6 separate regions of the Mus musculus genome follow, and regions 1, 2, 3, 4 and 6 are each linked to region 5. A link is a contact called in public HiCAR-type and promoter capture Hi-C data. All regions are on one chromosome and are shown on one strand. Each heading gives the region's core, a stretch centred on a gene start, on an enhancer-like site or on the middle of the called end of the contact. The rest is flanking DNA. Distances are from core to core; before and after follow the strand shown.

Evidence for each region. Promoter capture Hi-C pulls out the DNA fragments that hold promoters and counts their contacts. HiCAR-type assays count read pairs that join an accessible place to other places. Capture Hi-C pulls out chosen DNA fragments and counts their contacts.
Region 1: a HiCAR-type map of astrocytes shows a contact between it and region 5, with 5 times the contacts expected there. The contact joins the promoter of Mras here to the promoter of Slc25a36 in region 5. A contact is called at or near these places in 1 of 39 promoter capture datasets (embryonic stem cells) and 3 of 115 datasets of contacts at active chromatin or transcription factors (astrocytes and embryonic stem cells).
Region 2: a promoter capture Hi-C map of erythroid cells shows a contact between it and region 5, with 58 times the contacts expected there. The contact joins the promoter of Dipk2a here to the promoter of Slc25a36 in region 5. A contact is called at or near these places in 2 of 39 promoter capture datasets (erythroid cells and pre-B cells).
Region 3: a contact with region 5 is called in a HiCAR-type map of astrocytes, with 2.9 times the contacts expected there. The contact joins the promoter of Dzip1l here to the promoter of Slc25a36 in region 5. A contact is called at or near these places in 1 of 39 promoter capture datasets (cranial neural crest) and 1 of 115 datasets of contacts at active chromatin or transcription factors (astrocytes).
Region 4: a contact with region 5 is called in a HiCAR-type map of astrocytes, with 4 times the contacts expected there. The contact joins the promoter of Pik3cb here to the promoter of Slc25a36 in region 5. A contact is called at or near these places in 2 of 115 datasets of contacts at active chromatin or transcription factors (astrocytes and embryonic stem cells).
Region 6: a promoter capture Hi-C map of liver shows a contact between it and region 5, with 3 times the contacts expected there. The contact joins the promoter of Dbr1 here to the promoter of Slc25a36 in region 5. A contact is called at or near these places in 4 of 39 promoter capture datasets (cranial neural crest, embryonic stem cells, erythroid cells and 1 more), 1 of 484 Hi-C or Micro-C datasets (CD4 T cells), 1 of 115 datasets of contacts at active chromatin or transcription factors (embryonic stem cells) and 1 of 9 other capture datasets (liver).

Annotation. Positions count from the first base shown.
Region 1 is chr9:99,434,989-99,438,633 of GRCm38.p6, reverse strand. It overlaps Mras (muscle and microspikes RAS), which reads left to right and starts at 1,922. Exons shown (of 6, transcript NM_008624.3): 1 at 1,922-2,324.
Region 2 is chr9:94,536,106-94,539,422 of GRCm38.p6, reverse strand. It overlaps Dipk2a (divergent protein kinase domain 2A), which reads left to right and starts at 1,342. Exons shown (of 3, transcript NM_001033145.2): 1 at 1,342-2,204. The coding sequence starts at 1,548.
Region 3 is chr9:99,627,791-99,631,109 of GRCm38.p6, reverse strand. Dzip1l (DAZ interacting protein 1-like) reads right to left here and starts at 1,579. Exons shown (of 16, transcript NM_028258.4): 1 at 1,441-1,579.
Region 4 is chr9:99,138,811-99,142,258 of GRCm38.p6, reverse strand. Pik3cb (phosphatidylinositol-4,5-bisphosphate 3-kinase catalytic subunit beta) reads left to right here and starts at 2,048. Exons shown (of 24, transcript NM_029094.3): 1 at 2,048-2,268. It also overlaps the pseudogene Gm2773.
Region 5 is chr9:97,109,188-97,112,653 of GRCm38.p6, reverse strand. It overlaps Slc25a36 (solute carrier family 25, member 36), which reads left to right and starts at 1,613. Exons shown (of 7, transcript NM_138756.4): 1 at 1,613-1,743. The coding sequence starts at 1,703.
Region 6 is chr9:99,573,634-99,577,250 of GRCm38.p6, reverse strand. It overlaps Dbr1 (debranching RNA lariats 1), which reads right to left and starts at 1,452. Exons shown (of 8, transcript NM_031403.3): 1 at 1,126-1,452; 2 at 551-675. The coding sequence starts at 1,322.

The DNA of each region.
Region 1 (3,645 bases), core at 673-3,172, 2.3 Mb before region 5:
AAGACAGTGCCAGGGCAGGATCCAGACAGCCAAGGTGGAGGGACTTCTGATCTTCAAGGCCCCTCTCCTTACTCCGTTCACTCCCTACAGCCAGTGAAAGACGCCTTCAGTAGCATATAGTATGTTCTCTGCCCTGGGACTCTTGAAAGCCACCTGGGCTTTGATAACGCTAGATAGGAGTCTGGCCTCTCCTTAAACGGGTGGTGGCTAGAAGGCCAATGGCAAACAGCCTTAGGCAGAATCTCAGGTTTGCAAGATACAGAGCTTTGAAGTTCCCTGAGGCCAGGGGTGTGGAGAAGCACTCAAAATAGCAGGCAGTCCCGTATAAGTAAAGCTACAAGTAAAGCTAGGTCCAAGACTTCAAGGCTCATTTGCAAAAGAATGTCCTCAAAAATGATAGAGAGAGAGAGAGAGAGAGAGAGAGAGAGAGAGAAGCTTTGAGATGTAGAACAAAAGGCCACTTCACTCCCAACTAGGGAAGCAATTATCTGAAAGACACACAATTACAAGTGTTGGCAAGAACAAGAATGGAAACAAAGGCTGTGTCTAAAGTCTTGGCCTCCCTACCTGGGAAGGGAGGCAGAAGTTGAGGTCCCCTAGGCTTGTAGCTCTACCTACTCAGCCGTTCAAGGCCAATGAGACTCCTCAAAAGAAACAACAACAACAACCACACCCCAACCAAAGATCAAAATAAAGCAAAATGGTGACAGGCACCCGAAAGGTAACACCCACTGTTGTCCTGTCCTCACAACTGTACGCATGCACAGGTGCATGCTTATGTCCCCGCACACACGTGAGTGGTGCCAGTGTAACATGCTATGGCTGCGTTGGAAACAGATATATGCCCCCGAAAGAGTTCCCCAGTCAACCCGGCAATTCCGCTGGAGGTGTATGTATCCAAGAGGAATCACAGTATTTACATAAAGACTTTTAACACTAGCACTTTATTCACACCGAGAGAAAGGGGGAAAGTAGGTAAGCATCGACTGAGGAAAGGCTAAACAAATGCTTCCTATACACACAGTGGGAGATGAGTCTGGCCGAGGTGTGGCTACGCGGAACCACGTGCATCCAGTCTGCACACACCGTGGAAGAAGCCAGTCACAGAGACCACATGTTGTATGACTCCATTTATATAGAATGTTCTGAATAGGCAAATCCACCGAGGCTGAAATGCAGATTAGAGGGTTCCAGAGCCTGGGAGGGGGGAAGAATGGGGAGAGGTTACCCACAGAGGTTTTTTCTTTTAATTTATTGGGGAAAGGAGTAGTGACCCGAATGTTCTGGAATTAGATAAATAACTATGGTCGCACAACTTTGTTATACCAAAACCCCACTGAAACGTACGCCTTTAAAAGCATATACTCAGCGTTATGTGATCATATCTCAAGTCTTGTAAAAGGGAAAGCCGGGGATAGGGAGTAGGGAATGACTCCAACCCAATGGAAGAGCTAAATGGTGTGCGAACGTCGCCGCCGCCTCCTATCCAGGTCGCTGGCTAATTCTCAAGAACTTTGAGGCCTGAATCTGGCACCTAGCTAAAGCAAGCAGCAGGCCCTCGGAATCTTGGGGTCCTCGGGACGTGGTTGAAGCGACGGGACTCTTCTAAGGACTGGGGAGGCGTCCGCAGGTCCCGAAGTTGGCAGCCCGAAGAGTTAAAGATTGAACCTACAGCTCTTTTAAAGCCGCCCGGGGCCAATTCCCCTTAGGTGTCCTAGGCTTATCGGCGGCTCACAGACTGCAGATCCGTGTGGTGAGTGAGTGGAGGCGAGGGGACCCTTGCCCGGTGCCAGCTGTCCCAATGCCCACAGTGGTGCCGTTTGGGGGTCGTCGCAGCCACTCGGAAGGCTCCCGAGGCGCGGGGTGCGCGGTCGCTTTAAGGCGTCAGCGGGGCGGGGACGGCGGCGGCCGGGCTGGCTGGCGCGGAGCCGTCAGTCGGCGGCGCGGGGCCCGGCGGGCGCGGCGCTCCCTCCTCCCGGTGCGAGCGAGGAGGCGGTGGCCCAGGGCGGGAGCCCAGCCCCGGCGGGAGCGCGCGGCGAGCCGCCCGGCAACCCTGAGGGGAGGAGGCCGCCGGGCGCTTTGTTCCGTTCCGGGGCTGGAGGTGTGGCCGGTTCCGCGTTCGCCGGGCTGCGCTGCGCTGCACCCGGCTGCACCCGGGCAGCGGGCTCCGGCTGTGCGTGGCCTCTGCCCCCTACCACCGGCTCTGGCTTAACGGTGTGCAGCGGAGAAGTCGCTCACCACTCCGACCCAAGTGGGAAGGGCCTAGCCGCCGCTTAGACAGACTCCTTTGATTGTAGTCATCCTGGGGTTCCTCGGCTGCCCGGGTAAGGACTCGGCAGGGAGGTGGGCGGCGGGGTCGGGTAGGGGCTCTCCTGGCTTAAAATGGCGTAAATCAGGTTAAAGATCTACGGAGAGGTGGTACATTCATGTGGATAATACAAAACCGCTTTCTTCATAAACAACTCTTCACTGCGTCCTGGGTTCGGGTTGCTGGGCTGGCTCTCTGGTCACCACTGGGGCCTGCGCTCGTTAAACTGATGCGGCCCGGTGCCCATCATGTGTCAGGCTCCATGCCAAATCCTGTTCTGCTTGGAAAGCAGGGCACAAACTGAATGACAGTCTAGTGTGGTCAGTGGGAGAGCTCAAGTGCCCCTACGCCAGGGTTAGGTCAGAGAGACGACTGTTCAGAAGAGCAGAGTGGGCCCTTGACATTACGGTAGAACCCCCTGCAAAGCTGAGGTGCCTTGGGGACGGAGTGCAGTCTGGAGAATAGGACAAAGACCGTGTCACCTGAACTCTGACCTGAGCGCTGGGGCAGCTCCTGATGGTGGGGAACCTTCTTGGGCTACAATGGTGTTTTTGATTCTCTGGACCAAATTATAGAGACTGACTGATGACGCTCAAAACTGTGGCCTCCAGAGGTCTGGCTGGCCGAGGAGTGAGCGGAGAATGCTTAAAGCAAAGCTTACAAAGCCCTGGTACTTGATGGGAATTTGCCTATCTTCAGACAGGACGCCTCCAGAAAGATGGGAGAAGTGGGACGTTAACCTACCCAGGACTGTGCCTATGCCTGTGCTTTTGACCCCGTGTCTGTTCTGGCCTGTTGTGAGTGAGGCTCTAAGATGCTGACGTTTAAGGCTTGTGCAGCCTGCACTGTACATTCCTAGTGTACCAGTCCGCACGTCCTGCAGTGGTGGGTTGAAGTGTGGGGTGGCAGCTATGTATATTAACAACTGACGCATGTAAGGGCTCAGCTGTGAACAAAGCACTTTCACTGAAGCAGTTCGTAGACTTTCTCCTGCCCCTTTTCCCAGAGAAGAAATCTGAGCTGCTAACATTCCGTAAACCTTCTTATTTCCTGTAAATTGCATGTCCCTGCTGACTGGGGCTGAAAATGTTTCAGGCCGTGGTGTTTCTTCGGGGATGTGTGTGTGTGTGTGTGTGTGTGTGTGTGTGTGTGTGTGTGTGTGTGCTCATAGTACCCTGCAGGCAGTTAGCCTCGCCGACTGCGTTTCATGGCATGGTTTGGCCTTTCTCTGGCCCGGTGGGAGGTGTGGGGGCTCTGTTGCAGTGGGTTTCAAGGTTGGTCTCTTTGTAGTGGGAGGTTAAGCAAGTCCAATGTTCTGGTGGAAACTGCCACCCCCA
Region 2 (3,317 bases), core at 93-2,592, 2.6 Mb after region 5:
TACATCACCAAACACAAAACGTTGACCTTACCCGTATTCTTCCAGAAGCGAGTCCTCATGCTACAATCAAATACAGAAAATTCGGGAAAGTGATTCACGATCTTGTATAGATAAGTCTCACTGTCTCAGTAGTTACTCTTTGCATACCCGTTACTACTTACTATGATTTTCCTGTTTGACCTCTAAAAATCAGCGCAGTAAAAGTATATTTAACAGCGACCAGGAATTAGCTAGCTATCCACTCGACCAACAATCACAGGAGTGCTAAAAGTTAAAGAAAAAAAAAGTATTCTAATAGAACATATTTTGAAGTTACTGCTGAAGATCCCAGACCTTCTAAAACTTAACCCCACGCGCGTTAGGCCAGGTTATTTCCGCAGTCTGCTGTTAGGAGCTGGTTAGACCGCACAGGTGCGGCACCTGACGGCCTGGCTCCCTGGGGTCATCGCCACAGCAACGCGTCCTGGCCGCAAGGCAGGCCTGGGCCCAGCCTGTGAAGCATGGGGGAACCGGGCTCCTCGGGGACCCGGCGGGCGGCGCCGGTGAGGAAGGACCTCATCCCGCCAGTGCTCACTCAGCGAAACCGTAACTCAGCCTCCGCAGATACATCGCCAGCCCTGCAGCGGCATTCCGGTCCCTAACCGCTGGCCCACTGTCTGCCCGCAGGCCCTACGGCGGCACAAAGCGCGCGACCCAGAGGTCCCGCCAGTCAAAAGAACAAGCGCGCGCCACACCATATAAGGCCCGGAGCGGGCGGCCAGGCCCCGCCCCCAGGACCTGGCCCGGCCCCACTCCAGCCCCGCCCCCAGGCTTCGGCCCCACCTCCTCCCGCTCCCAGGATGGGCCTCTCTGCTCCCGCTTGCCTCCGCCCTCTCCCTTCCAATGACCTTCCCACAAAGGCCTCCGGGGCGCCTGTGTAGCCCGACAGTCACCCCAGAGTAGCCGTTACTGAAGGTCTCCGGTGGCGGAGCTGGCGAGCTCCGCCCTCCCGGGCGCGCCCTCCACCCACCCTCTCCACCGCCTCCCCGCGAGCTCGCGCTGACGCTTCCCGGGGGCGCGCTCGCCCCGCCCCCGGCCCCGCCCCTCGCTCTCGGGCGTGCCCGCGCGTGGGGGCCCCGCCGCATCCTCTCCTCCCCTCCTCGCACCGTAGCTTCTCGAGTGTGAGGCGTCCGGGACTCCTCACTCGCCCCCGCGCGCGCTGCTCGCCCGGGACCCAGCAAGGCGCAGCTCAAGCGTCCCGGGCGGGAGTGCGCGTGCGCGCGACCGCGGCTCCCGCGCTCCCTCCTCCCCCCCCCCCTCCCCGCGCCTCTATAACTTGGCGGGCAAGGAGGCGGCGCCCGCGGAGTCGGAGGGCGGGGAGCTCGGAGGAGGGCACCGGGAGTTGTGGAGACAGCCGATCGGGAAGTCGCCGCGCTCGGCCGGCGCAGCCCGTCCTCGGGTTCCTTCGCTGCCGCCCTCCGTCTGCGCCGCGGGCCTCGGCGCCGTGGGGCGGCCCGGCGGGGTGCGCTCGCCCGCCCCGGCCCCGGCCGCTGCCGCGCGCGGGCGGGATGTGGCGCCTGGTGCCCCTGAAGCTGGGCCGCCTGTCCCGTGCACTGAAGCTGGCGGCGCTCGGCAGCCTGTTGGTGCTGATGCTGCTGCACTCGCCGTCGCTGCTCGCCTCCTGGCAGCGCAACGAGCTCGCCGACCGGCGCTTCCTGCAGCTCAATAAGTGCCCGGCGTGCTTCGGCACGAGCTGGTGCCGCCGTTTCCTCAACGGCCAGGTGGGCTTCGAGACGTGGGGCCGCCTGCGCCTGCTGGACTTCCTCAACGTGAAGAACGTGTACTTCGCGCAGTACGGCGAGCCCCGCGAGGGCGGCCGCCGGCGCGTGGTGCTCAAGCGCCTGGGTTCGCAGCGCGAGCTGGCGCAGCTCGACCAGAGCATCTGCAAGCGGGCCACCGGCCGGCCGCGCTGCGACCTGCTCCAGGCCATGCCCCGCACCGAGTTCGCGCGTCTCAACGGCGACGTGCGGCTGCTCACGCCGGAGGCGGTGGAGGGTTGGTCGGACCTGGTGCACTGCCCCTCGCAGCGCCTGCTGGACCGCCTGGTGCGCCGCTACGCGGAGACCAAGGACTCGGGCAGTTTCCTGCTGCGTAACCTCAAGGACTCCGAGCGCATGCAGCTGCTGCTCACCCTGGCCTTCAACCCCGAGCCGCTGGTGCTACAGGTAGGCGCGGGCGCGGGGCTCTTCGACGCCAGAGGGAGTGCGTCCCCAACTCTCCCAAAATGCCTCTTCGCGAGTTTCCTTCCGCCCTCCCGCTCGTCCCAGTCTGGATGCCAGTGTCAGTGCGATAGCGAGCCCTTGTACCTCTTTCCGAGGACTTGGGCACCCTGGGCACACGTCCTTTGCTGTCCCGCCTGGCTAGCCTAACTTCCCCGAGTCTGTCTTTGTTTTATTTCTTAGATCATCTCCCTGTTAGTCAATCAGCTAGTTCTGGGACCAGGTGGGAAAGATGAGATCAGAGAGTGGGGTGGTGGTAAAGTGAAGGGAGCTAATTCGTGACTCGTGCTTTGCGTGGAATTAGAAGCTAGGAAATGGGGGAAAGAGTTAGATTTGGGCTGGGAAGGCTAAAGGCCAAGACGGACTTTTGCATCCTGATGCTGTGGCCTGCCCTAGTCATATGGTAATCCGGTTAAGGAAGGAATTAAAGTGTTTTTTTTTTTTTTTTTTAGGTTGGAGCTAGGATCTAAGGAAAAGGGTTTTGGCCTCTAGCCCAACTGACTTATTTGCTTTTTCTTGACTTCATTTCGAAAATAAACGTGCCTTTTAGGAGGATAGAATGGAATCGTTTTACTGGTGGCGGCAAGAAGAAAATAGATAAGAGAAAGGAATCCGGTTTATTTTTGGAGTAATTTGTTTCAAACACCCCCCCCCCCCCCGCTAAAGTGCTGTGCCCTTGGGCAGCGATTGTCCAGTAGGTGTGTGATCTCTCTTGGCTGCAAGAAAAGTTACCAGTTCTAAACGTCAAGTGCTAGGGAAAGTGAGTTTAAATTAACCACAAGTAATTGATTGTATAGTTCACGCCCTTTCTCCGCTAAGAATGTCACTAATGGCTAGAGGGTTTGGACCTTGTTTCTGTTGTTGATTAAAGTATGAATAGGAATGTACTCTATTGGTGGCTTTTTTTTTCTTTCAAGTTTTCTGCGTCTTAGTCAAGAGAAATCAGCCTTGATTAGTTCAGCCAAGCATCCTTAACACGAGTATTTGATCAGCTGAAGTTCTAATGTGAGCCTTAATAAAATTTCAAGTTGCTGTTAAGATATATGTGATAGGTTAATT
Region 3 (3,319 bases), core at 330-2,829, 2.5 Mb before region 5:
CAGGCACAGAAGTGTCAAAAACAAACAAAACCTGCTCCACATCGGAAAGAAAACTAACAGACTGTCCTGGGGTTTCTTGTCTATTAAAGCGCTGTTGCTTCCTAACAGAGCCTCTCCATCTTTATTCTGGACCAGACCCCGTCACTACAATCACCAAGCAAGTGACTGGCCAGTGTTGGGGCAAGTGGTTGGCTAGCCCACAGCTTCCTCTTCTGCAAAGTGAGCACAGGACATTCAGAACTGCCTACCAAGGGCTCCCCTTCTCCTCTGAAGTGTTCTGAGTGGCACAAACAAAAGAAGTTCAGCTCCCAAATGCACAAGATTTCTGTTCTCAATTTAAGGCATGCAGCTAAAACAGTGGTTCTCAACCTGTGGGTCGCGACCCCCGAGGAATCTCAGGTATTTTTCATGTCCGATATTTACATTAACAATTCATAACCGTAACGACATTACAGTTATGAAGCAGAATGAAATAACTTTATGGCTGGGGGAATCACTATAACATGAGGAACTGTATTAAAGGCCTGCAGCATTAGGAAGGTTCTGTACTTTAATGATCTAAAACCATTTCCACAGGAGGGAGCAAGCAGACAGACAGACAACCTTCTCTGAGCAGGGTAGTTTTCCCCTGCCAGACCACACCTTGGGGAAGGAAGTGACCATCTTGCTGAACACTTACAGACAGATGGGAGAGCAGGGTTGGAACATCTCACACTCCCTAGGCCTAATCCTGTTAGAAACCAATTCCTGGAGACATGGCCAGGACAGCACCGGCCCTGGGCCCTTCAGGACCGTTGTGAAGGCAATTCTACCAGGCCCTGTCCTCTGATCCTGCCTGGTACACACTTGCCCTGTGGACTTCTACTCTCATCCACCCCTAAGTCTGTGCTCCCGTTAAACTTCAGCCCGGGACCGGAAGCGGAGGAACCTAGACACGCCAATCTTTATTTAAAAATCATCTCGTTAGTAACCGAACCCCACTTCCCACAGAACTCGGATCTGCAGTCCCTTAGATCGCTTTACTGTTTTCAAAAACTGCATTTCCCAAGACCACACTCCTGAAAACGCCGAGGGTTGGGTGTCAGACATCCCCCATTCCGCGCCTCCGTGTCTCCTGGCATGCGAGCTCTTCCCCCCCGCAGGGTACCTCAGTCCTGCACAATCCGAAGCCGCTGGGATAAAGGGATGGAGGCACAGGGAGCGGGACGTCGTGAAGCACCCTCGACCACGCAGCTCCTTTCCTCGCTTGGCTACCGCAGCCACTAATGTTTAACCTGCGCGCGCAGCGGCCAAGTAGCTCCGCCTGGAACCGCGCTCCCTCCGGCGGCTCCCCGCTGGATTCCAGACATAGTTTTCCTGGGAGGCCTGTGGCAGTCTGGGGGTCACCCGGAACAAGGGCCGGCGACTGGAGGTCTTAGAGGTTCCCACGTCCCGACTCACCCCATCCGCAAGTCCAGACTCACTCCATCTCCTACAGTGCAGCCCGAGGATGCTGCCAGCCGCGCGGACCCTACGCGTCTCTCCCCGCCAGTAGCTCAGGCCTGGGGTCTGCGGTGCTTCCCACCCCAACCCCTACCCCCAGCCCATCCACCCACAGCAGAGGCGGAGCCTCTCCCCAGAGCCCGGGAACAGCTATTTTTAGAGTTGCAAGGGAGGGGGGTTGGGGGGAAGGAGGGAGTGCTGCTTTGAATTCGTTAAGGAAATCCAGCATCCAAGTTCCCAGGCCTTGATGAGCGGCAGGACAGACTCTGTCACCATCCCTTCACTTCACATGGCAGGATGCAGCGACTGTTGGCAAGCCCGCAAAATTAAAGGAATTTGACCTGAGCCACATTAGGAGACCCATAGGTGTGCTCCAATTTGATCAGATGGCAATCACCTTTCAGATCCCTTATCCATTAACGTTGCCCAGAAAGCTCCGGCAGGAGTTGGGGGTATTATATTTTCTCTCCTGATTATAGATCCCTGCCCCCTCTCGTTGGGACTCTCATCTCGTGACTTTAAGTTCTGGGAGGGTTTGTTGTATCTTAGGGCCTTTCTCTCAACACAGCTTCAAAATGCCAAGCTCTGCATCTTGGGGACAGCAAGGACAAAAGCCCTAGGAATAAACGTTGCCAAGGGTGGGGAGAAACTCAAATTTCTGTGCGTTATTGATGGGAATTCAAAATGGTACTGCCACTGTGGGAAACAAAATGGTTTGCCATGATTCAGCACTATTTGAAAATATTACAAGGATTAGGAGGTATAGCCTTGTTGGAGAAAGTGTGACACTGGAGGTGGGCTTTGAGGTTTCAAAACGCCCATGTCAGACCCAGTCTTCGCCCACCCTTACGGGTCAGGTGGGTCAGGATGTAACTCTTAACTATTTCTCCAACACCAGGCCTGCCTGCTACCATACTCCCTGCAATTATGATAAATGGACTAAGCCTCTGATACTGTAAGCAAGCCTCCAGTTAAGTACTTTTCTTTTTCATAAGAGTTACCTTGGTCATGGGGTCTCTTCTCAGCAACAGAATAATAAATAAGGCACATGTCTAGATCTATATCCAAAGAAGCTTAAAGCAAGACCCCAAACAAACTCTTGGACACTTGTATTTAATGAGCTGTCAAAATGGCTCAGCAGGTAAAGGGCTTTGTCATCAAGTCGGATATCCTGGATTGGATTCCTGTAACCCACACCGTGGAAGGAAACAACTCCTGAAACTTGTCCTCTGACATCTGTATATACAGATATGTGCGTGCGCGCACACACACACAATGTACAATAAAATAATAACATTATTTACAACAGCCAAAATGTGGAAGTAATCCAAGCGCCCATGGGCAGCTGATTGGCTAAGAACACGTGGCTTACACATACAATGGAATATCATTCACCCTTAATGAGGAAGGAAATACTGGCATGTGTTATTACATGGACCAGATTTGTCTTAGTCCATTTAGACTACTGTGATACAATACTACAGACTAAACAGAAACCCCTTCGCTCTGCTCTTGGAAGCTAGGAAGTCTAAGATCAAGGCATCAGCAGATCCCATCTGCTGAGCACCTATTTCCTGATCAACATTGTAGAAGGATCTAGTAGCTCTCAAAAGACTCTTATGTAAGGGCACTGAATCCAGCTGGGAGGGCTCTACTCTCATAACTGCATCACTTCCTGGAGTGAAGGTTTGGTGTTTGTTTGTTTGTTTGTTTGTTTGTTTTGATGAGAAATCACAAGCACTGAATAACTGTCATCTGCTGAGGCCACAGCATCCAATATGGCAGCCCTTTATCTCCTCAGCCTAGAGCTCTATTTCTAATCAACATGGTAGAAGGA
Region 4 (3,448 bases), core at 799-3,298, 2.0 Mb before region 5:
GGGTGGGGGATGGGTATGGGTGCCTGAACCTAGCTTTCTGGGGCTGACAGGCATTTAATCCCTTCCTCTAAAACAACACAAGATTTTATTGTAGCAAAACTTTTGAAAACCAGAAAACCTAATTATCTACTCAAATTATTACCCTCTAGCCAAACAAGCCACTATTCTGTTTGCACCCTTTCAAGCTATTGTGTATCATTTCAAGCTCAAAGCTTTTAAAACATGCAGGACTACAAATCAAAGCATGAATGTGTGATTAAGTCATTCATATACATCCAAAGTGCACTCATTCTTTATAAGGTCCCGATGACAAGTGGGTGAGGATCTTAGCGACAAAACAACGCGAAGAGGAATACATCACAGAACTCTTATCACACACAGACGATTCGAAACTCACTGGTGTACAGTCTAATCTCCCAGAGTAGCTTTTCCAAGTACTGCATAGCAATACTATCAGCAAAGAACAGTGTAAAGATTAGGCCTCGATCCACTCTTTGTCATAGTACATTCCTATTCTAGCATTTCCATCCCCGATATTCACAGAAACTTCACAGGTATTTGGCAAGCTTCTTGTTTTACTCTCTGTCTCTGTGTCTCTGTCTGTCTCTGTGTCTGCCTCTCTCTCTCTCTCTCTCTCTCTCTCTGTCTCTGTCTCTCTCTCTCTCTCCAGGTTTCTCTGTGTACTCCTAGCTTTCCTGGAACTTGCTCTGTAGACCAAGCTGGCCTCAACTCACAGATCTGCCAGCCTGGCTTGTGTCACCAACCCTTTCTGCTTGGTCAGAAAGCCATTGCTAGTCTAGTGCAAGATACTTTTGCTTCTGTGGTGGACATGAGACTGACCTTGTGGTGGAGGGGAAGGAAGAAGCTTGGTACAAGGGTCGAGGATCAACGTGTGAAGGTCCTTTACTGACATTTCTGGCTGTGAGCTCGCTAAATATTAAGGGGAATTCTATTCATTAGACATCTGAAAAGACCTGGGCTTCACAGTTGGGTTAAGCATTTAATGTCCCACTGGCAATGGGCTGAAGCCTCAAAAGCTCCACATAAAATTACTTGTAGAAACCCCAAACTTGTACAAGCATGGTGAAATAGGTTAACCTCTGTTTTTTGTTTTTGTTTTTGTTTTTTTTTTGAGACAGGGTCCCTGCTATGCAGCTTTGCCTAGTCTGCAACTCAGGAAGTAACCTAGCTGGCCTGGCAATGCACCTGCCTTCTGGTCCTGAATGCAGAGCTTTATAGGCATTAGCCACCACGCTTGATTTTTTTTTTTTTTTAAATCACTTAGTTACATCCGCAGAATCAAACTATTGTTTTGACACCTTGTCTCATTTTCCTTCTACTTGTAGATTCTATCCTAGACTACTTAAGTATTTGCTTGAATTGTTAGAGTGGCGTTAGGTTACAGTAGGTTTACTATATGTAAACAAAAAGACTACAAGTATCCCACGCAGGACCTCTTAGGCTATGTGAGTGCCCTACCGCTGAGCTCTATCCGCCGCGCCCAAGGTTTGGCTGACAGTAAGTGAAATTCAAGCGTCTCACTAAAGAGCCATGAAATTTCCCGACAGCAGGGAGACAGAGGCGAGAAAAAAAAAAAAAAGCGCTGGGCGAAGTGTAAGGTTTGGCAGCCAAACGTCAGCTGCGGTGGTGCAGAGACGAACACAGAAGTGTTTCAAAGGCTGGACTCTTTACATCTAAATGATCGTTCACATCGCAGGGAATGGAAGGCCAGCTGGGCCGTGGGAACAAAGGGGAGTCTGCGGAGAAGCGGAACCGGGAGGTGCAGGTTTTCCCGAAGGCGGCGAGCTGGGGGCTGCAGACACCGCAGTGCTCTGCGAGCCAACCCCAGCGCGCCGGCAGCGCAGTAGGAACGCGGCACCGACAGCCGCACAGGGCGAGGCTGGTGCTGCCTCCCCTCGAGGGGCGGGGCTTGCGCGGTGAGTGGGCGGGGCTGCCTGGAGGCGGGCGTCGGGGGATTGGCCCTAGAGGGTGGGCGGGGCCGGGCAGCGGGGAGGAGAGCCCGGGAGGCTCGCGCGCGCGCTCGCGCAGGCGCGGGCACGGCGGTGGCGCGCGCGTGCTCCGTCGGGCGGTGCAGCGGCTGCGACGGAGCCGGCCATGGTCGTGGGCGGTGGGCGGGTGTCGCGCTGAGCCCCGAAGGCAGCAAGAGACTGGGAGCGGGGCATGCGGGTGTCGGAGCCAGGCGGGCACGGCTGCGGGAGCTGCTGACGGCGCTGCGGGATCGGGAGCCGGTGGCGGCGCGCGGGGCAGGTGAGCGCGGGAGGCGGCGCGGGCTGCGGCGCTGGCGGCTCGGGCGGGCGCTTCCTGCCGGGCTCGGCCGCGGGAGCGCGGGCTCCGAGGTACGCGGCGCCCAGGCCTCGGGCGGCGGACACCGAGCAGCGGAGGGCGCCCGGTGGGCGACCACAGAGAGAGCGGGCGCGGCACGGCCCAGCCGGTGTCGGTGCGGACGCCCGGCGGCTGCGGACCCTCAGGTGTTTCGGCGCAGCGTTCACCGCACGATTCCGGGCTCTCCGGTTTCAGACCGGTCAGAGTCCCGGTGCTGCGGCTAACCCGTCCCGCGCGGCCTTGGCTGAAATACCCCGAGGAGACGTGAAGCGGGAACTGTGAATACTCACCTCCCGGGATTGCGGGAGGCCGTGCTAACCTCGCTGTAAGTGCTCGGTGGACGGGAGCTTTTGGGAGTCGCTCACTGCAGCATCCTTGCTGGCTCTGGCTTGTTCCTTCCTAGAGGTTGGTATTGGGGGCAAATTTATTTCCGAACCGCTCTAGTGTTGCAATAAGCTCAACTCGAGTTGCTTAACGAAGGAGCCTGTTATCTTACAGCGGCCAGAGTAGGATTCTGTAGTCTCTTCCTAGAATTCTGTAGTTTCTCTCTTGGAAAGGCTGACTTGGAAACCTGTCTTGGGTACGGAGTGAATTAGTGCTAAGAATCCTATCAGAATCAGAGTTTACACAACGTGGAAGATGGTGGTGGGACATGTTACCTGACTTACTTTGGTATTTAACCCATCTGAAGTGACACTTAAATTGTCACTTGTTACAGAGTATAAACACAGGAAGAGTATGGAAACATACTCCTTTTTTCCTGCATTGCTACATCCGAAGGGAGTGACAAGTGCTTTTGTAAACATCGTTGTGGGCAGTGTTACTTACTGTCTGGTGAAGTCATCATAATTAAATTAGATGAGTATTTATTCTGAAGTGCTGAATGGATGTTTGGGAATACCAGTCGTAATGAAATCTCCAAGGAGTCTGAGTTTCCAGGAGTTCATTATCACTTGCGGGTCTTGGTACTGCTTTGTAAGTTTTTTTGTTTTGTTTTGTTTTATTTTGTTTTGGATCTTTTGAGACAGAACCTTGCGGTGTTATGGATCTTTTGAGACAGAACTTTGCGGTGTTAGTCCTCAGTGGTCTGGAACTCACTCTATAG
Region 5 (3,466 bases), core at 364-2,863:
AAGTTGTGCGCTACCACTGCCCGGCTAAACCACACATTTTAAAGAGACATGTGTCCTGGGAGTTGTGTCTCAACACAACTGCCATATAAAGAAAATACCCGTTGGATGTCTTGCGGAAATCTTTGTCATTTGGCTAGGGTTGTCGTCACTCTTTGTGTCCGCTCTTCCAGTTTTGCCCCTTTGTCATCCTTTCCCGCTCTAATAGACTGTTCTCATTTCAACAGTAAAGCTCAGAAGTCAGGCTGTACTGGGGGTGAGTTGGGTAAGCCCTGGGCCAAGGACTTTGGTTGCAGTGCCCCTCCCCCAACAATAATAATCAGATAAGGAACACTCTGCACTGCTGAAATGCTTTAAGTAATTTACACACTCAGTCCTTTACAGTGGCATGGACATTTGCAGTCTGTACGTTTTGTAGGAATTTAGTTGCCGGACAACACGGAGAGAGCTAAAGCAGTTAGAATTTTGTCAAGTTGTGCCCGTAAGTGGCTCTGGAAAATTTCATGTGGGCTGGAAAGGGTGATGGGGCCCCTGCAAATGGAAGGGCAGTTTTATGGGGGAGGGGGATGAAGAGAAAGAAATAATGAGATATATTTCTGTTCCTTCTGTGTGATTAGCATATTGATATCTATTTATTTTATTTTGACGATTCATCTGTACCTTGCAAATAAGCAGTTAACAAAAAATTGAAATAATGGCCATTTTCTAGAGAAAGAAAACTTTCCCTAGTCCAACATATACATGTAAGAAATGTGTTGATTAGTAAAATAAGTAGCTGGTTTATTCCTGTAGTAAACCTTCACATTTTAATCTACTTGCCTTTTATTGAACACTTTTCCCTCATGTGACTCTACCTTAGACCTGTCAGGAATTCTCCGTCAGCATTCCATCTCAGGAATGTTCCACAGAGTGTGGACCGCCTTTAATCCCTTCACTTGGGAGTCTAAGGCTTGCACAGGTCTCTGAGTTGGAGGGCAAGCCCCAGAGAGCAGCCAGGGTTGGTCTCAAAGTGAGATTTTGCATCTCTTTCCTGACCAAAAAACAAAAAACAAACAAAAAAAAAAAACCAAAAAAACCCGATTTATCTCGCCACTCCACAACAGATCCCAATTTAACGCTTATGTTTAATGATCATGTTTAATGCCGTGCTGTTTGTGAGAGTGCAAGCGAGTATATTCGCACAAGTGATTTCCAAGGCAAACACGGGGAAACAGAAAGGCTCAGTTCTAAACCCAAAAACTTGCTGTGGCCCTGGGCCGCTAGGGTTTTATCCTAGATCGTCAAGAGCCGGCCAGCGCAGGTTAAGTGGCGAGGGCTGAGCGACCTGCTGATCAGCGCATCGGATGAGAGTGCGAGCCGACCCACTACGCACCAGCAAGCATTCCCGTCCTGCCCCACGGCCCTTCATTGAAGAGCCCCCTGGGCGATCACGTGAAAGAGGCGTGCGAACCTCGTGACGTCACGCGGCCTAAGCCAATAGGAGCTTCTGTTTATGTAGGGACCTCCGACTCCTCACGACTCTCACTGCGCAGTCCGACGGAGCTCGCTGGAGCAGGAACCCCGTGGGGTGGGTTCGCGGGTGGCCTTCCGCAGCGGCGGCTCCGCCCACTCCCTTGCGTCCCCCTTCTTGGCCCTCGCCGCTGGCCGTGGCGGCCTGCTGGGTCCGCGTCCCGCCTCTACTCCCGGAGGACATGCAGAAGAGAGAATGAGCCAGAGGGACACGCTGGTGCATCTGTTTGCCGGGGGGTAAGGTCGCTGGGGCGCGCGGGCTGGAGGCCACGGGCCTGCGAAGGCCACGCCGAGCCTGGGCGGGGGCAGGGCGTGAGTCGCGGCCTAGCTCGTCCGGTACTGCGCGACAGCGGAGGCACACGGACCCGGACCTCGCGGAGGAGGCTCGGCCATGGCGACAAAATGGGAGCAGGCTCGGCCTCCCCGTCCCGCACGACTGGGCCTCACGTTGCCCACGTTCGCGGGCGACCTTGTTTCCGGCCGCCGCTGCGCCTTTGCTGCTGGCCGGCGTCGTAGCCGGCGGGGAAGGCGTTGCAGTGCTCGCCCGCGGTGCGCAGAGGTTATTTCCAGCTTCGGAAAATTTTCTCTCCCTTGCCTGCCCCGGTTTGCGGGAGATGGTGCAAAAGTGGCAGTGACTTTGAAATCAATCAATCTCTCTTTCTTTTCTTTTCTTTTCTTTTCTTTTCTTTTCTTTTCTTTTCTTTTCTTTTCTTGAGATGGGAAGGCAACCCCCTCCCCCCCCCCCCCGACCCTTCAGCACTGCCTGCTTTGGAGAAGGGGTATGGATGGTTTGAGAGAAGGCGACTACTAAATGAAATCATTATATATGTGTACAGGATTAGTGTGGAGCCCGAAGTCTGGTTTGCTGATCCCCCAGCTACAGCCATTTTGCTGAGCCAAGTTTGTTCCTCCATTCGATATGTTCCTTCCCAGTTATTTAGAGAAATAATAGAGCAACGTTAAGACTTTTACCTGCAAGACTATAAAGTTGTCACAAAAAATCGCTATGGTGAATTAACTTTTTAACCTATATAACAGAATAAAGTAGTATTTTAAAGTTTGGTGGTTTGATTCTTGGATCAGCCACTTTAAGGGATACATACATATATGTATGCATTCTTTGCATGGTTGTTTGCTTTGAGTTAATGTGTGGAGATTCTGTTGCCAATATGACAGTACTTTACATTGTTGTCACACATTTCATTCAACATTTATGATTCACCAATTTTGAACGGTCCACTATTCTGCCATTAAAGCAACTACTAATTTTATGAGGAGCAGTTTGCCTTTTGTGTTTCTAAAATGCTTCCTGCCAGTAAAGGGCTAATTTAATTTCTGCAGTACCTGTACTTGGCACCTGCTAGTCAAGTTCTCTGCCACTGGGCTCCATCCTCGGGCCCTTAGAACATTTTTTTTTCTGTTGTTTTGTTTTTGTTTTTCGAGACAGGGTTTCTCTGTGTAGCCCTGGCTGTCCAGGAACTGACTCTGTAGACCAGGCTGGCCTCGAACTCAGAAATCCGCCTGTCTCTGCCTCCAAAGTGCTGGGATTAAAGGTGTGTGCCACCACTGCCTGGTCCCTTAGAACATTTTATTAATCTCTCTTTCCCTCTCTCCTCCCCCCTCTTTCTCCGAGTGTGTGTGTTGGGGGGGGGGGCGGAGTAGGAGAAAGTAAGGATAGCATCTTGTAGTTGGATTTCTACTTGTAGTTAGATCTTCTGAAAGTTAGAAGACCATAGATGTAGTTCAGGTTGGTATTTTAATTTGTTTTGAGTTAAGAAATAGAAGTCTTTAATCACTTCTCCTGTAGAGCAGAGTTGACAATGGTCTCTTCTAGAGCCCTTGCGTGGCTCCTTTGTTATTCTTTGTCCAGGCATATGTGTGTGTGTAAGTTTTGTTAAAGCACATGCATGTGTAGGATATAAATGTTAGTCTGAATGTGGATTTTTCCAGTTGTACTAGG
Region 6 (3,617 bases), core at 203-2,702, 2.5 Mb before region 5:
GCTTCTAACCATCTATAATGGGATCTGGTGCTCTGTAGGCACATATGCACTCAGAACACTGTATACACGGTAGATAAATAAATACATCTTGGGGTAGGGGGAGTCATGTACTTAAAAATCCACAAATGAAATAACCCAGTGGTTAGGATTTGCTTTAAGGCATCCCAGCCATCTCCCTCAGGAAAAGTTTAAACAATACTGGATATTTAAATATGGGAGTAGAACAAAGTAATAGGAGTTGAGGTTAACAAGTAAAGAAATTTATTAAACTACTCGGTATTTTTATGTATGTTTAGCATTTTCCATTATAAAGTTTAATGCAATAAGAAAAAAGCAAAGAGACTACAAAAAAAAAAACTTGTCATCATATTAGCTATTATTTAAACCTCTAGAAGAAAATGGATGTATGTTCATGACTGGCCATTTAATAACTATTTTAACTCAATTCTCATGATTATTTAAGTTAATGGCATTCACCACATGTCTTCTAGAAGCTGCCCAGCTGGTACAGATTCTGACAAGACCAAAAAAAGTGCACATAAACACATACCTAAATAATAAATATTCGGCGCTACCCAGCCACCATAGGGTAACTCTTGCAAATGGTTTGAGGCTTCATGGTTTCCTCCAATGAAGATGGTGAGAACCGGGGCCTTTTTCTCTCCAGAGTAATATCTACAACATAACGGTAATAAAGCTGTCAGGAACCAAACTAAACACAAAAAAGCAAGAGGTCAGAAGGAAAAGGCCGAGCTCAAAAACGATCAAACGGTCCCCACTATCTTCCCATCCCTGCCCTTAAGAATAAATTAAATCTTGAGTGTCGAGCACACATTCATTGAGATCAAGAACTTTGTGAAGTGCAAGTCTGGGCTTCTAGAACCCAGACTAGCACACAGCAGGTCACGGGAAAACCAGATCATTAAATCAACTAACCATCGTGTTCTAGCAAATCCAAAGTATCTAAACCTGCTGGTGTCACCCCGGGTCCCTGGGAAGAAGAGCCAGGTGTGTACAGAGAGGAGGAGGCCAGGGCCATTTCCTAAGCTCCGGGTCCAACAGACATCGCGATCTGCGGCAGCAGGACCTGGAACCCCACGCGAGGACCGGCCGCGCGCCCCTCACCTGTAGAAGGTCTGCATGTGACGGTACTTGGGCGGCACGGCCATGCAGCGCAGGTCGGCCTCGTTGCGCACCGCCTGGAAGTCGCCGCAGCACAGAAGGAGATCCACGGGTCCCGAGCCGCGCCGCTCCGCCAGCGCCAGAGTCTCGTAGATCTTGTCCAGCTCGCCGTGGCAGCAGCCGGCCACGGCCACCCTCATCGTGACGTTGGGCCGCGGAACTCAACAGCAACACCCCGGAGCACCTGCAGCCCGGGTCGCACAGCAAAGAACACCAGGCAGCCGGCCCACCCGGCTCCCGCCAACACCAACCGAGCCGCGGCTGAGTTTCGAGTCCTTTATGTAACTTCCGGCTTCCAAGTCTCGCGAGAGAGGGAACGGGAAGGGCCCGGTCAAGCCGGAGGGGGGAAACTTTGAACTTGTTTAATGGAGACCCTGTCTGTCTTCGTGATCCCTTGCGTGCTAGCAATCTAGTGGGTTACATTGTTTAAAACTAGAAAAAGAAATAAAATCTCCAAGAATAGGGATTGAATTTAGTAAAATCAAGGTAAGCAGCCGGGCGTGGTGGCGCACGCCTTTAATCCCAGCACTTGGGAGGCAGAGGCAGGCGGATTTCTGAGTTCGAGGCCTTCCTGGTCTACAAAGTGAGTTCCAGGACAGCCAAGGCTACAGAGAAACTCTGTCTCGAAAAACCAAAAAAAAAAAATCAAGGTAAGCAAGTGAGCAGGAGCGATTGAGCAATTAATTCCCTAGAGCAAATCTCTCCCTGGCAACGATGATTGCCTTAAAAATGAATTAGAAAGTAAAAAGAGGTTTTAATGATGACATTAAAATTTAAATGCAACGTTGAAGCTTACTGATTATTTTAAAACTATACACCAACCCTCCCGGGGGGAATTTCTAAAATTATTTTTGACTAAGGGGAATGGGTATTTTCCTACCAAATTGTTTGCCTAACTGTAACGCAAGATGAATGAAAGGTTAAATATCTCGAAAACTTCTGGAGAGAAAAGGTGGCGACTAATCAAGGAAGAATGAATGGCAAAGAAGAAAGCCAGTAAAGGAAATCTAATCAAGGGCATACAGTTGTAGCGCCACGAAAGTGTTAGCGATCCCCCAAAACCAGGCAGGAGCCCATCTGATGTAACTCATAGCACGGTCTTTATTCTATCCCAGCTCGCTGTGGCTCGCCACCAACACACAGCACAGTTTTTGGTGTACCCCGAATGTCAGTGGGGACAAGACTTTATAGAAAGCTACAAGCAGAGGGTGGGATGTGGTAGTGGTGGTAGTTAAGCATCTAATTCGAGAGCTACCATGGCCTTTAACACAATTGGCTGGTGCTGGGAGTCATATCATAAACTTAATTTCTGCTTCCCTCTGCATTAGTGGTCGTTAGGCAGGGGGTGGCCTCGTAACCTGGGGGTGCAGATATGTTGGGGTAATAACCTGGGGACGCTGGTCTTGTTGAGGGGTAACTTGGAAACTAGTGTTATGTTGGTTAGTTTGTCTGAGTTCAAACTTTGGCCAGGTTCTCTAAAATGGAGTCTGAACTTACAAGATTTGGCCTCTCAACAGAGAAGTATACATTTAAACAACTGAAAAATTTAATCAGTTAAATACAATCTAGGCTGGGGGCGTGGCAGGGGGAGGGAGGGGATGGTGGCTCTGCCTTTAATCCTTGTATTCCAGAAATAAGCAAGCAGATCCCTGGCCAGTGTGGTCAGCATGGTCTATAAAGTGAATTAAGACAGCTGGGGCTAGCCGGGCGTGGTGGTGCTCGCCTTTAATCCCATTACTCGGGAGTTTGAGGCCAGCCTGGTCTACAAAGTGAGTTCCAGGACAGCCAGGGCTACACAGAGAAATCCTGTCTCGAAAAACAAAACAAACAAAAAAATTTGACAGCTGGGACTGATGCATGGAGAAGCCCTGTCCCATAAAACCAAGAAAGAAAAAAGAAAAAGAAAGAAAGACAAAACCATACAGAGAAATGTCTCAGAAAAGACGATCTAATCAAGGTTATACAATTTTATAAGTCAGACTCTACTCTTTTTTGCGTCTGTTCTGTTTGTTCCTTCCAATTTTCCTTTCCTTTCCTTTTCTCTTCTTTTCTTTGGAGACAGGATCTTTTTATGTATCTCTGATTGGCCTGGAACTATGTAGATCAGACCGGCCTGAACCTGAAGTAGGCTTTCATTTTTAACTTATACAAACTACTTCCTTCTAGATTCTTTACATAGAATTTTTTTTTCATTTTGTGTATATATTCCTTTAGAACCATGCCTCAAAACATTAGATATTCCTTGGCTACTGGTACAAAATGCCAGATTATTATAAAACCCATCTCAGCAAGATTTTCAAATATAAGCTAGATGAGCTTTTAATTTCCTCTAAAGACCTGAGGTACAGGAACGTGCCAACACCAGCACAGCAACTCCTTCCTTCCTCTGGTCATGAAAGGAGCAGGCATGCTGGCTCATTCCAGTTTTCACTGTT